2 separate regions of the Ovis canadensis genome follow, and region 2 is linked to region 1. The links are chromatin contacts, called in public Hi-C maps. All regions are on one chromosome and are shown on one strand. Each heading gives the region's core, a stretch centred on a gene start, on an enhancer-like site or on the middle of the called end of the contact. The rest is flanking DNA. Distances are from core to core; before and after follow the strand shown.

Region 1 (7,647 bases), core at 2,262-4,761:
ATGCGGTCGCAAAGAGTCGGAGATGACGGAACAACTAACACCTCCATTTTTCTAGATGTCCTAAGACTTGGGGCTTGGTTGCCTGGGGAGCCAGTTGAGATTAGATGGTGGGAACTTTCAGTCATCTTTCCTCCCCAAACTCTGAGGAAGAGAGAAGGGCTGGAATTTGAATCAGTCACCACTGGTCAATTATTTCATCAATCATTCCTATGTAATGAAAGCTCCATAAAAGTCAAAGCCGAGGGGAATCAGAGAGCTTCTAGATTGGTAAACACATGGAGATTCCGGGAGAGCAACGACCTGGAGCTAGGGCAGGGGGAGGTGGGGTGGTTTCACTCTCCATACCTTCACTGTGCATCTCTTCTGTAAGGCTGTTCCTGGGTTATATCCTTTTATAACAAACAGTAAAGATAGGGATGATAACTGTTATTGGGTTGATCTTATTTCTAAGACCTTTCAGTAGATAAAGCTAGGAAATGTTCGTTCATTTCTCCTCGGATGAAACATATCACAAGTTCCTACTCATGACTATCAACTCAAATTCAAGACAATAGGGTTTTACCTAACATCATCAAAATTACATCTGTGTTTTTGTTCTCCCATGTTGGAAGTCCTCATTCACCTTACCCTATAATCTACTCACAACAGTCTCAGAATAACAATTTCAACACAATAACCAATAACTTGATTCCTGAAAACTTTGTTTTTAAAGTTTGTCTTGCCATTTTGCATACATCCCACCAGGGACCTATAGCTGGCCCTCCATATCTGCAGGGCCTGAATCCAAAGATTCAATCAGCCCCAGGTCGAAAATATTTGGGAAAAAAAATCCAGAAAGTTTCAAAAAAGAAAACTTGAATTTGTCACATACTGACATAGCATTACATTGTATTCAGAATTACGGGTAATCTGGAGATAATTTAATGTGGGATGATGTGGGTAAACTAGATGCAAACACTATGCCTCTCTATATGGAACCTGAACATCTGCAGATTTGGCCATCAGGGGTGCTGGAACCAATCCCTCGAAGATACCAAGAGGTAACTGTATAGTCCACACTACTGTTTTAAAGCCACTTTGAATAGTTCCTCTCTATGTGATTATGCTACCAACTCAACAGGCAGAGGTTTATTTATTTCATTTTGCTTTTTAAACAATTATTTAGTCATTTATTTATGTTTGTCTGTGCTGGGTCTTCACTGCTATGTGTGGGCTTTCTCTAGCGCTTTCTCCAGTTACTGCGAGTGGGGGCTAATCTCAATTTGTGAAGTGCCGACTTCTCATTCCAGTGGCTTTTCTTATTTCAGAGCATGGGCTCTAGAGCATTCCGGCTTCAGCAGCTGTGGCACATGGGCTCAGTAGCTGCAGCTTGCAGCATGTGGAATCTTCCCAGAGCAGGGATTGAACCCATGTTCCCTGCATTGGCAGACAGATTCTCAACTAATGGATCACCAGGTAAGTCCTCATTTTCCTTTTTAGATTTTTTCCATTCCAATTTTATTGAGCTGTAATTGGCATACAGCACTGTGTGGATACCGATGTGATTTATATACATTATTAAGTGATTACCACACTAAGCTTAGTGAACATTCATCATCTCATGAAGATACAACATTAAAGAAAAGGGAAAAAAAAAATTTTCCCATGTGATGAGAACTCTTAGGATTTACTCTTTCATATATCACGTACAGCAGTGAACTGTTTAGATACGTTTAACATACTTTTGTTTTAGAACTATATAAAATGTTTACAGGTTTCAAAGTCAAGTCTCTGAAGGTTGTTATAGTCAGTTATCTAAGACCTGCAGCATCCTCCTGTTCTCTCCTCCACTCCATATCCAACTTTTATTCCCCACTGATGATCCAACTGACCAGTAGTGGCCTCCTGCCACCACAGATGCTCAGTGCAGACCCAGAGGCATCCTCTACACAGAGGAAACAGCTTCCCACAGACCTCCTGGAGCTTCCCCTGTGGTTCCCCTTCACAGCTGGACCAACTTGGCTTCTCAGAATGATTACTGACTCCGCTGATGCTGTAACTCCCCTTCTGGTCACTGTCTTCCCCAGCTCCTTCCACAACTGTGCAAGGCAAATTACTATCATAAAGCCTCTATCATGCAACCGCAAAGAGATTCTGTTTCCCAAATGGATCCGGACCGATACAACAACCTTCTACTGCTGTTGCTTAACCCCTTTCTAACAAAACAAAACAAAGATGCACATGACAAGCACAGAGTGGTAAAATATTGGCTGATTTTATGCCAGCACTTGGGAGCCGGGGGAGGCACTGGTTAGGGCATTACCCCTGTGAGGGCGGAGGGACCGAGAGTATCTGAAGGAGGGAGAGGAGGGGAATAGCAAAAGGCCCTGGCCAAGTGGGGTCAGGAGTGGCCAGCGGGAGGTCCCACAGAGGGACCTGTACTGAGTGGGCAGTTTGTGGGTGGGAAGGAGCATCCCCCACTATAACTGCTCCCACGAAGAAGGGTGGGTGGAGGAGCAGGCGCACAGGGAAGGAGCTGCCCAGCCAGCGTGACCCTGGACAAGTCTCTCCCTGGCTCTCCATAAGGAAAGCAGCACGGATGGTCTTTGAGGTCTCTGCCCACAAAAGCATTAAGAAGGCATGAATAATCCATTATCCGAAAACACTGAATAATGACCCAAAGGGAGGAGCAGCTGGATATTTTTCAGGCCTCAACACCCTGCTAAACTCATAAACCTTGGACCCGCACCCACTCTTCCCAGCACTTGTGTACCCATGGCCACCCTTGTCCAGTCCCAGCTTTGCCTCTAGCTGTCTGACTCTGGGATAATCACTAAATCTGTTTCTTAACTAGTGGATGATACCTCATCTGTGAATAATACCTTTTTATAGGGCCATTTCAAAATGCCTAGAGCAGTCCCCCGCACCCAGGGAGTGACCCATTATGGTGGTGATTATTATCTTGCTCTCCACCTGCCATCTGGACCATCCCATCTTGTCATCCCTAGGAATGCAAATGCTGCTGCTGCTGCTGCTAAGTCGCTTCAGTCGTGTCCGACTGTGTGCGACCCCCATATACGGCAGCCCAACAGGCGCTAGTAAATAGTAAATCTAAGCTCCATTTTACAGAGGAGACAGTGAAGTTCAAGAAAGGTTAATGATTCGCCCAGAGACACACTGCAAACAAGTATGAGTTCAGAGTGGAATCCAGCTAAGGCGCCTCACCAGCGCTGGTCCCGGGCGGGGCAGCGACCACGACTGCGGATAAGGACAGAGGACGTCCTTCAGGTGGGTCCGCGGGGGTAATCCAACTCTAGGGGGCAGCTCTGTCGTCAGGAGAAAAGCGATCTGGGGGAAAACCTGAGGAAACAGCGCAAGCAAGCACCCCGGTGGGGAGGAAACGGACAAGAGCTATGGGGCGCGCGGGCGCCCTGCTTCCCCAAGCTGCACTTCCCCCCGGAACTCCTCCGGGAGTGGGAGGAGCCGGTTCTGCTCGACTGCAGTTCCCATTGTCGACAAGCGGGGGAGCCAGAGCCGGCAAAGAGCTGAGAGTGTAAGGAATCTGTTGCCATCACCAGATAGGGTGGTGGACACAGGCTGTAGTCTGAGCTGTGGTTGACTGTGTCCTCCGGTGAAGGAGGAGGCTCTCCCTGCTGTGTCTTCCACTCTGGATTTCCTGCTGCTCTCTTCTCTGAGGCTTTCCCCAAAATTGCCAGTGAAAGTCCTCGAATGCCAGGCTAAGAACTTGGGTGAGGGCGAGTTGTGGCAGGGATGTTAGTAATGTGGCGTTAACTTCCAGTTTAATTCCCACTCCCCTTATTTCCCGCTTCACCAGGGACCTCCCAGAGAACCTTGAGCCTTTCTAATCTTGAAGGAAAAGGTAGAAAGACTTTATTCATACAGAACATTTGGAAATTACTGTGGGAAATGGCAACCCACTCCAGGACTCTTGCCTGGAAAATTCCATGGACAGAGGAGCCTGGTGGGCTACAGTCCATGTGGTCGCAAAGAGCGGGACAAGGGATGTGGAGAAGGGGTGTGATGACCTGGCATTCCTGGGTGGGGAAATGGGACAGCTTCGGGTGTGAGCCCCAGAGCAGGAGCCAGGGCCAGCCTGCTGTAAAAACCCAGTCCACCTGCACAGTGAGGTCTGGGTCCCAGGGCTCTGTAAGGAGGCCACCCAGGCCTGGACTGAGTCCAGGGATAGTGCCCACAGCCCAGGGCTCTGCCAGCCCAGTCAGTGTGGCCCCAGACCCAAAATGCTGCTCTTTCTTGCAGGTTCCCAGAGCCTATGGTCCAGTCTTTGGTGCCAGCTCTGGCTTTGATGGAAATAACTGTCCGCAGCTATCATTCTGCACCACGCTGCTATCCCCACTCCAATCCTGCCAGACAGCGAACCCTTGAAGACATGCATGGTGGCTAATTCAGCCCTGGTGTATTCATTTGAAAACGAGGCCTAATAATACTTGGCAAAACAATGCTCAAAAAATGTGCAAATAGTATGGAAGGTATGGAAACAAAAGCAGTGGAGGGGAAAATGGGACCAGATATTGAGGCAATTTGACAAGAGTTATCAGAATTTTTTAAAAGATACGTATACTTTATGCTCGACAACTCCTCTAAGAATCTACACCATAGAAGTAATATCAGTGAGCGGGCAGAGATAAATGTGCAAGAGTGTCTGCTGTAGTGTTGTCTGTAATGATAGCAAAGAACTGGAACCAATCCAAGAGTCTATCAGTAGAGGATGGTGAGATAAATTGAGGTGCAATCATTCAATGCAATGCTGAGCAACTGTTAAAAAGAACTGAGTGTGTCTGTAAGTGCTGAGGTAGGAAGAATCTCTGAAAGATAGCAAGACGCAGAATAGGAAGTAGAGGATGAGTCCATCTTTCTTTTTTACAAACATTCTCCCACCCACTGCCTTCAAACCTTTGTTGACTCTTCTTTTCCTGTCCTAGGCTGGCAATCCAGCAGATCCTTTGCTATGCAGTCCCTTTAAGATATTAACCATCTGGCCCAACCCAACTGAAATTCCAAGCTCTTTCATCTCCAAAGTACATCTATCACAGGTACATACCAGGCTTGTCATTTTAACTCATTTATTTCTCACCACAGGTGTCTGAAGTAGGGACTCTGATTATCATTCCCGTTTTACACGTGAGGTCATTATGGTATAGAGAGATTAAACAATTTTCCTAAAGTCACGCAGATCATAAATGGCAGAGCCAGGGTCTATGGCTCCAAAATCTATGCTCTCAACTCTTCCGTTATGTCACCCGAGGCTCACAGGACCATAAATAATAATTTTTCTTGTCTCAGGGTATCAGCAGGCACAGTATATAACATTAATCAGGTATACTGCTACTGCTGCTGCTAAGTCGCCTCAGTCGTGTCTGATTCTGTGTGACCCCAGAGACGGCAGCCCACCAGGCTCCCCCGTCCCTGGGATTCTCCAGGCAAGAACACTGGAGTGGGTTGCCATTTCCTTCTCCAGTGCATGAAAGTGAAAAGTGAAAGTGAAGTCGCTCAGTCATGTCCGACTCCTAGCGACCCCATGGACTGCAGCCTACCAGGCTCCTCCGTCCATGGGATTTTCCAGGCAAGAGTACTGGAGTGGGGTGCCATTGCCTTCTCCGATTAGATATGCTAGAATTAATTTAGCCATTTCCCTAATAATGGGCAGATAGATTTTTCCAGTCTCATGCTATCACAAACAATGCTGCGATGAATTTCTCCAGTCAGGTGTTTCTGTTGTGCTTTTGTGCACTTGTGGAAACATCTCAGTAGTTTAGATTCACGGAAGGGCAACTGCTAGCTCAAAGGATAAATTTAAGTTCCTCTCTTTTTAAAGTGTATCCATTTATTTATTTTTGGCTGTGTCTTCACTGTAGAGTGCAGGCTTCTCGTTGCAGTGGCTTTTCTTGCTGTGGAGCACAGGCTCTCGGGCGCACCGGCTCAGTAGTTGTGGTTCCCAGACTCTAGAGCACAGACAGAAGTTGTGACACGTCGGCTTGGCTGCTCTGAGGCATCTGGGATCTTCCTGGACCAGGGGTGGAACCCATGTCTCCTGCATTGGCAGGCAGATTCTTGAGCCGCCAGGGAAGCTCAAGAATAAACTTAAATCTGAATGTTCCAGATGCCTATGGTTGTATAACAAACTACCCCAAAACTCAGTATATAAAGCCACTATTTTATTTGAGCTATGATTCTTAGGTCAGGAATTCAGGAAGGGCTGAGCTGTGTGGCTCATCTTTGGTTCTCTTCCGAGCTGGTTTTAGCACTTATGCATCCGAGCCTCGGTGTTCCTCAACCTCCCTCTCTCTCTCCCATGTGGTGTCATATCCTCCAGGGATTCCCAAAGCCATGGTTTGGCTTCATCAGAGCAGGTAATCAGGTAATCACAGTTCAGGTAAGATGTAAGAAGTGAAGCCCACTGGACAAGCTAAGGGGATGTACTTGGAATTAGGAGAGTATCACTTTTGCTGCATTTTATTAGAGAACTCATAGACTAGCCAAGGTCCAGAAAAGGGGACACAGACCCCCATCTTTCTATGGGAGAAGTGTCAAAGAATCCATGGACACTTTCACTCTACCACAGTAGGCATTTCCAAATTGTCCTCCAAAATGTTAGTCAGTTTACATTTCCACCAACAGTGTTCAAGTCTGACTTTCCCCACTGATACTGCTCACTGTGAAACAGTTTGATTGGCACCAATCTGGCAGTTGAAATGGTATTTGTTATTTTGTTATGCATTTCTTTAATTATGAGGGAAGGTAAGTATCTTTCATGTAATGACTGTTCATTAAAAATTTTTTCTCTCCTTGTGAATTGTCTGTTCATATACTTGGCCCATTTTAAAATTTGGTTGTATTTTTAAATCCTGATCTCTAAAATGTGTATATTAAGATTAGCTCTTTATCTGACATTGTGTTACAAATAGTTTTCCCATTGTGGACTACAGTCTTTTGACACACATATTTGACATACATATATATAATTTTCTCCATTCAGGTTTTTCAGTGTTTTCACATGTTCAAATTATATTGACTTCTGAGTTTTATGTGGCACGTTCCTTTCCTTTTCCAGAACTTTCCTGCTGGTTTCAAATGTTTATTTTTCTAGAAGATTAATATCATTTTCCGAGGCTTCCTCTCCAAATCTATTGGTGTTTGGATTAACAGATCCCATAAAGAAAAAAAAAAAAACGTGAAAGTGTTAGTCGCTCAGTCTCTTTGCAACCCCATGGACTGTAGCCCATCAGGCTCCTCTGTCCATGGGATTCTCCAGGTAAGAATACTGGAGTAGGTTGCCATTCCCTTCTCCAGGGGATCTTCCTGACCAAGGGATGGAACCTGGGTCTCCCAAATTGCAGGCAAATTCTTTTACCATCTGAGCCACCTGGGAAGTCTCGTAAAGAAAATGCACAACTTTACAATTGTGGGGGCAGGGCTGCAAATCACTTTGTTGTCTTCCATAGGACATGGAGGCTTATTGAGGGGGGTGACAATGCCGTCTTGAGGAGACCCCAGCACTCTGGGTACCTAACAAGAAAGAGAGCCCAAGAGCCCAAAGGGCAGCGTGGGGTCAGGCAGGCTCCCCACAGCCCTGTCCGTCTGAACTTGAGGACTGGCCAGGGGAGGCCTGTGACTCCTAGACCTCCACCG
Region 2 (7,647 bases), core at 2,605-5,104, 67 kb after region 1:
TATCCATCAATAGGAAAATGGATAAACTGTAGTATATCCATACAACGCAACACAACTCAGCATTAAAAAGAATCAAACTACTGATACACTCAGCAACATGGATGAATCTCAAAATCATGATGAGTGAAACAAGCCAATACACACAAGAATACATATTGTATAATCTGTGCATTTCACTGTATGTAAAGTTTACATTAAAAAGGTAAGCATAAACTGTAGCTAATTCTATGCATGTTGAAGTGCTTAGTTGTGAAACATACTGTTGTCTGCAACTTTGAACTGCATCACAAAAGATGGATTGATAAATGCGGGGATGGATAGATGTGTTAAAACAAATACTTCCCTGAGGGCTCAGCCAGTAAGGAATCTGCCTGCAATGTGAGAGACCTTGGTTCTATTCCTGAGTCGCAAAGATCCCCTGGAAAAGGCAATGGCAACCCACTCCAGTATTCTTACCTGGAGAATTCCATGGACAGAGGAGCCTGGCAACCTATGGTCCATGAGGTCGCAAAGAGTCAAGCTTGACTGAGCGACTAACACACAAAACAAATACAGCAAAATATTAATTGTAGAATCTTGATGCTAGGTATATGGTGTTCAGTGTAAAAGCCTTTCAATCTTTCTGTACATGTTGGAATATATTTTCAGAATAAAATATTTGGGGTGCCAGGGGCTGAGAACAGAGGAATGGGAGTTATTGTCTCAGTTCAGTTCAGTTCAGTCACTCAGTCGTGTACAACTCTCTATGACCCCATGAACAGAAGCACATCAGGCCTCCCTGTCCATTACCAACTCCTGGAGTCCACCCAAACCCATATCCATTGAGTCGGTGATGCCATCCAACCATCTTATCCTCTGTCATCCCCTTCTCCTCTTGCCCTCAATCTTTCCCAGCATCGGGATCTTTTCAAATGAGTCAGCTCTATGGCAACCCACTCCAGTGTTCTTGCTTGGAGAATCCCAAGGATGGGAGAGCCTGGTGGGCTGCCGCCTATGGGGTCACACAGAGTCGGACACGACTGAAGCGACAGCAGCAGCAGCAGCAGCAGCAGCAGCAGCAGCAGCAGCTCTTCTCATCAGGTGGCCAAAGTATTGGAGTTTCAGCTTCAGCATCAGTCCTTCCAATGAACACCCAGGACTGATCTTCTTTAGGAATGACTGGTTGGATCTCCTTGCAGTCCAAGGGACTCTCAAGAGTCTTCTCCAACACCACACTTCAAAAGCATTAATTCTTTGGTGCTCAGCTTTCTTCATAGTCCAACTCTCACATCCATACATGACCACTGGAAAAACCATAGCCTTGACTAGACGGACCTTTGTTGGCAAAGTAATGTCTCTGCTTTTTAATATGCTGTCTATGTTGGTCATAACTTTCCTTCCAAGGAGTAAGTGTCTTTTAATTTCATGGCTGCAGTCACCATCTGCAGTGATTTTGGAGCCCAGAAAAATAAAATCAGCCACTGTTTCCACTGTTTCCCCATCTGTTTGCCATGAAGTGATGGGATCAGATGCCATGATCTTAGTTTTCTGAATGTTTAAGTCAGCTTTTTCAGTCTCCTCTTTTACCTTCATCAAGAGGCTCTTTAGTTCTTCACTTTCTGCCATAAGGGTGGTGCCATCTGCATATCTGAGGTTATTGATATTTCTCCCGGCAATCTTAATTCCAGCTTGTGCTTCCTCCAGCCCAGCGTTTCTCATGATGTACTCTGCATATAAGTTAAATAAGCAGGGTGACAATATACAGCCTTGATGTACTCCTTTTCCTATTTGGAACCAGTCTGTTGTTCCATGTCCAGTTCTAACTGTTGCTTCCTGACCTGCATATAGGTTTCTCAAGAGGCAGGTCAGGTGATCTGGTGTTCCCATCTCTTTCAGAATTTTCCACAGTGTATTTGTGATCCACACAGTCAAAGGCTTTGGCATAGTCAGTAAAGCAGAAATAGATGTTTTTCTGGAACTCTCTTGCTTTTTCAGTGATTCAGCAGATGTTGGCAATTTGATCTCTGGTTCCTCTGCCTTTTCTAAATCCAGCTTGAACATCTGGAAGTTCACGGTTCATGCATTGCTGAAGCCTGACTTGGAGAATTTTAAGCATCACTTTACTTGCGTGTGAGATGAGTGCAGCTGTGCGGTAGTTTGAGCATTCTTTGGCATTGCCTTTCTTTGGGATTGGAATGAAAACTGACCTTTTCCAGTCCTGTGGCCACTGCTGACTTTTCCAAATTTGCTGGCATATTGAGTGCGGCACTTTCACAGCATCATCTTTCAGGATTTGAAAGAGCTCAACTGGAATTCCATCACCTCCACTAGTTTTGTTCGTAGTGATGCATCACCTCCACTAGCTTTGTTCATAGTGATGCATCCTAAGGCCCACTTGACTTCACATTCCAGGATGTCTGGTCTAATGGGTACAAAGTTTCTGTTTCAGAATAATGAAACTTTTCTGAAAATAGTGGTGATGGTTATACAATATCTGAATGCAGTTAATGGTAATGGATTGTATACTGAAAAATAGTCAGTGTGGTGAATTTTATGTTATGTATATTTTACAATTAAAAAAAAAATTTTGAGGGCATTCCCTTGCAGTCCAGTGGTTATGACTTGCGGCTTTCACTGCAAGGGGCTGGTTTAGATCCCTGGTTGGTGAACTAAAATCCCGCAAGCTGCATGGTGAGTCCAGATGAAAAAAATACTGGGGGAAAATTCATATGGAAGTCTCCATGCTTTCTCTGGAACCAGTCTGGGATACGACACAGAGAGAAGGGAGAAGGGAGCAGGCTGTGTGAGTGTGCTGGGCCTACTTTGAGCACAGGGTAGGGGGCAGAGAGAACATAGGCTTCGGAAATAGACACAGACATACATTCATAATCCCAGCTTTCATTTTCTAGCTCGTAATTATATTTGTTTCTTATTGTTATAGCTACTATAACAAATTACCACAAATTTGGTGGCTTAAAACAAGACAAACTGATTATCTTGCAGTTCTAGAGGCCTAAAATGTGTCTCATTGGACTAAAATCAAGAGCTGTGTTCCTTCTGGCGAATCTAGAGGGGAACCCATTCCTCTAGCCTTTTCCAGCTTCAAGAAACCTGTATCCCATATGGCTTGGTTCATGGCCCTTTCTTCCATTTTCTAGGCTAGCAGTAACATCTTCAAATCAGCCTTTCTCTCTTTCTTTCACACACACACAAACACACACATGTCCACTTATTCATCACATCTCCTCTGACTCTCTACCCTCCCTTATAAGAATACTAATTGAGCCTACCCAGACAACCCAGGGTAGTCTCCCCATGTCAAGATCCTTAATTTATCACATCTGCAAAGTCCCTTTTGCTATGTTAAGTAACATACAAAAGGAATCTGGGGATTAGGATGTAGACATATTTGGGGGGGTATCATTATTCTGCTTACAACAATGATATTAAATTTTTTTCTGTGCCACTAGAAGAAGGCTCGCTCTCTTCCCTGGTGGCTCAGAGGTTAAAGCGTCTGCCTCCAATGCGGGAGACCTGTGTTCGATCCCTGGGTCAGGAAGATCCCCTGGAGAAGGAAATGGCAACCCATGCCAGTATTCTTGCCTGGAGAATCCCATGGATGGGGGAGCCTGGTAGGCTACAGTCCATGGGGTCGCAAAGAGTCGGACACGACTGAGCGACTTCACCTTACCTTAGTAGTCATATGTCAAAACAACATTTAAGAGGAAAAATATTTTTCATTTTTATTTTTTCCTAACAGACTTATTGAGACACAATTCACATACCATACGATTTAAAGCAAATAATTTGATGGTTTTTAGTATAGTCATAGCTATGCATTTTCATCTTTCTCCATTTTTTTCTCTTTATTTTTTATTTATTTATTTATTTATTTTTACTTTACAATACTGTATTGGTTTTGCCATACATTGACATGAATCTGTCACGGGTATACATGAGTTCCCAATCCTGAATCCCCCTCCCATCACCCTCCCCATATCATCTCTCTGGGTCATACCAGTGCACCAGCCCCAAGCATCCAGTTTTAAATATAAGGAAACAAAGGCTTGCGACATTAAGGAAACTTGCTTAGAGACATTAAGGAAACATCAAAACTGCAGGTCTGGTGTAACAAAGTGCCTTTCAGGAGCTGAGATTCCAGTTCAGGCCTGGACTCCCTTCACCAGGTTAGACCAGCCTCTGTCTCTCTTTCTCTCTCTCTGGGAGCAGCCTGGTGTAGTAGTTAAACTAACAGGCTTAGACTTGGCTTCCAGGGTTTGTTTTGCTATCTAAAAGCTATGTGACATCTGGTAAAACTTCCTGGAGCCTTGGTTTCCTTATTTGAAAAATGTAGGCAATTCGATAAATGAGCGAGCTGACTCACCTGTAAGATGCCTTCTAGCTAGTCATTCCAAGGTTTAATGAGGGAAAAGAAAATTAAAAACAAATTCCCTATGCATTCAGTGCAATGAGAGGGATACGCATTCCCTGAAGACAGAGGCTCGCTCTCTTCCCTTGTACTCTGAGCACTTGGTCACAGGTCTCAGTTCTTCACTGATGTGTCTCAGACGGATGGAAAAGACAAATGAGTAAAATGACACAAAGACCGATAAGCGTTGAAGGAACTGGGGGTGGGGGGCACCGGGAGCAGCAGGCTCGGTCAGGGGGCGAGGGCTGGAGGGCGGTCTACACAGAAACGGACAAAGGTCCCGTGAGTGTAAACATAGATGGGAGGGATCAGAGGCAGCTCTTCCCCAAGGCCAAGTTCAGCCGCTGTGTGAGGGCTAGAGGGGAGGAAGTCTGTGTTGGAGGCAAGGTCTTGAAAATAAATCTTCAGAGAAGAAATTGGTGACACTAATCCACGCGCGGCCCAGCTGCAGTCTCCGTCCCCTCCCACCACATCCACTCGTCCGCGCGACTTGGTATGCTCCGCCACCACAATAAGCCTCCTTCCTCTGGCGTGCTATTGGTACAGCCCAAGTTCACAGAAAGACACGCCCCTTGCCACGCCTGCTTTCTCTGATTGGCTAGAAAATTTAAAGATCCTGCAGGTGATAGGATGATTCTCTACTCCCAGAATTTGAAAGTTTCCAGTGTGCTACTTATGCCTGCAGGCCGACTTTTCTCAACTGGTTCGTCCGAGTGCTGGGACAAGTGAGTGTCCACCTGATACCAGACGTGGGAGGCAGAATGTTCTTCTTCAAGGGGTCCCTGCCGGGAGGGTGCATACGAATGAATCAGACGGCGCGTTGACTGGTTCCCGGAAGCCAGGGTCCCTCCGCTATTTCCGTAGCCAAATAATTTCTACTTCCACCCCACCTTAGAGATGGGAAGCACCAGAGCTTCCGAATCACACGATCCCTGACTCCTACCAGCCGTTGTGGTCTCTTTTAGTCTGTTTTCCACTTCTGTACATGGGAAAGAGTGACACTAGCTTGGCTGCATATAAACCAGTGAAGGTAGCTGGGAGAGGGAAGGCGCTGATAACATGTCAGTCCTGTTTACCTCCACAAGTGAGTCTCCTGCTTCCTTGCGGAGAGGACAGAAGATTCCCGTGCCTGCCCTGGGTCTCTTAAAAGCAAGCTTCTATTCTGTTCAGGGGCTCCCTTCTTCTGTGGCTCTTGTCGGACAGCAGAGGTTCCCAATCCTTAGTGCGCTTGACGTTGCCCATCCGCAGCTCTGGAAATTATTGTGTGGGAGAGAAATGTCTAGGAGAATTTCCTGTTTGCCCCAGGGTGCTTTTACAGTCTCCGTGACCTCTTTGTGTTACCAGTGACAGCCCTGGGACCCTTTGTGGCTTTGACTGGGCTCCCTATCCAGACTTCCGTACCACCTATGATGTCCCCTGAGTCCCTGTAACGCCTGTACTCCTGTCTTTTTGCAGACCTGCAGAGGCGGGGGCGATGCTTTCGGGCGCCCAGGCAGCGGCCGCAGAATGTGAGGACGGAGAACTGCGGTGCCGTGTGGCTGTGGAGGAGCTGAGCCCCGGTGGGCAGCCGCGAAGGCGCCAGTCCCTACGCACGGCGGAGCTGAACCTGGGTCGTAACGAGCGCGGCGAGTTGATGCTGAGGTTGCAGGCGCCCGGGCCCGCTGGGCGGCCGCGCTGCTTCCCCGTGCGCGCCGCGCGCCTCTTCACCCGCTTCGCTGCAGCCGGGCGCAGCACTCTGCGGTTCCCCGCCGACAGCACTCCCCGGGCCAGCGCCGTCCAGCTGCTGCTCTCCGATTGCCCCCCGGACCGCCTGCGCCGCTTCCTGCATACGCTGCGCCTCAAGCTGGCTGTAGCCCCGGGTCCCGGGCCGGGCTCCGCCCGCACGCAGCTGCTTGGCCCGCGGCCCCGCGACTTCATCAGCATCAGCCCGGTGCAGCCCGAGGAGTTGCGGCGCGCGGCGGCCACCCGGGTCACGGATACCAGGCCGGTGAAGCGGCCCACGGAACCTCCGGCGGGAGCCAAGCCCCGCACCGTGAGGACAGGAAAACGGGGGTAGCCTTGGGGAGGGGGAGATGGAAGAGACCGAGGAAGCCCAAGTTTAGGGGGAAGATGGTGGTGGTATTTGAGATGGCTGCTGATTACTTCAGAGGAAATATTCATCAGGCTTCTGAGATTAACGGAAATATGGGAGTTGTGCGTGTGTTTCTCATAGTGCAATCCTTGAGACTGAGCAGTGAGAATAGGAAAAATGTGCTTAGGTCATGTTAAGAGAGAGCAGAGAAGGTGCTTCAGAAGAAATGTGGGAATGAGGTCCTCCTGGAGGAGGAGAGGAGGTTTTGGAGAGAATAAAGTGATCAGCTGTGTTAGGGGCAGCCCACAAGTCCAATCAGATGCGGGGAGGTGTTGGGGGACAAAGACTGGTGGATGTGACAGTGTTCGCAAACTGGAGCAGATGGATCACAAACCACAGAGAAGATGGAGATGGGGCAAAAAGGGGCCTTGGCTAAGCAGGGTTGGCTTGGGAGATTTTAGGTCAAAGAGACAGATTGTGACAGGAAGAGTTGTAAGAAGGAAGGATGGGTGAGAGGACCAAGAGAGTTAGGGAACCCAGGAGAGGATGCTGAGGAGAATCTAGACCTGCAGACAGGGGACTTTAGGGGTGATACCCAGAGTCAGTGGAGAGCCAGCTTTGATCCCTTCCTCAGGGAGAGACCTGGACCCCTGTGGTTACTGGCAAGATCTCCAGATGAGCCAAGGCTGCCCAAGGGCTCCAAGGAGAGAAGCCAGCAGAGACACAAAGGGCTACCAGACCAAGAAGGGAGGGGGTGATGCCGAGGAGATGTGGGGAGGTCCTGAGACAGCCCTCTCCCCCCAGGAAGTTGCAAGGTGGCCCCTGCCTGTGAAAAGGCTGAGATTGCCCCCCACCAAACCAGAGCTTTCCAAGGAACAGGCTGCTGTCCTGAGGGCTGTCCTGAAAGGCCAGAGCATTTTCTTCACTGGAAGTGCAGGTAGTGGTGGGACAGAGTGGGCGTGGGGAGAACAGGGGTGCACTGGGATGGAGGAGAAGGGGCCCTGACTTTGCCCTCTGCCCAGGAACGGGGAAGTCTTACCTGCTGAAGCGTATCCTGGGCTCACTGCCTCCCACGGGCACTGTGGCCACTGCCAGCACTGGCGTGGCAGCCTGCCACATCGGGGGTACTACCCTCCATGCCTTTGCAGGTAAGTGAGAGCTCCTGGGG

Evidence for each region. Hi-C and Micro-C count contacts between places; a contact is called where the count stands out from the background.
Region 2: a contact with region 1 is called in a Hi-C map of fibroblasts, with 4 times the contacts expected there. The contact joins the promoter of PIF1 here to the enhancer-like site in region 1. A contact is called at or near these places in 2 of 2 Hi-C or Micro-C datasets (fibroblasts and lung).

The regions. Positions count from the first base shown.
Region 1 is chr7:55,703,835-55,711,481 of ARS-UI_OviCan_v2, forward strand. No RefSeq gene overlaps it. Among named protein-coding and RNA genes, the nearest start is that of PTGDR, 43 kb to the left of the region's middle. Within about 2 kb of position 3,512, the one cell type or tissue checked has open chromatin away from gene starts, as enhancers often do. A contact at or near this core is called in fibroblasts, where this site is marked.
Region 2 is chr7:55,770,322-55,777,968 of ARS-UI_OviCan_v2, forward strand. PIF1 (PIF1 5'-to-3' DNA helicase) reads left to right here and starts at 3,855. Exons shown (of 13, transcript XM_069596186.1): 1 at 3,855-5,133; 2 at 5,864-6,440; 3 at 7,284-7,416; 4 at 7,502-7,627. The coding sequence starts at 5,039.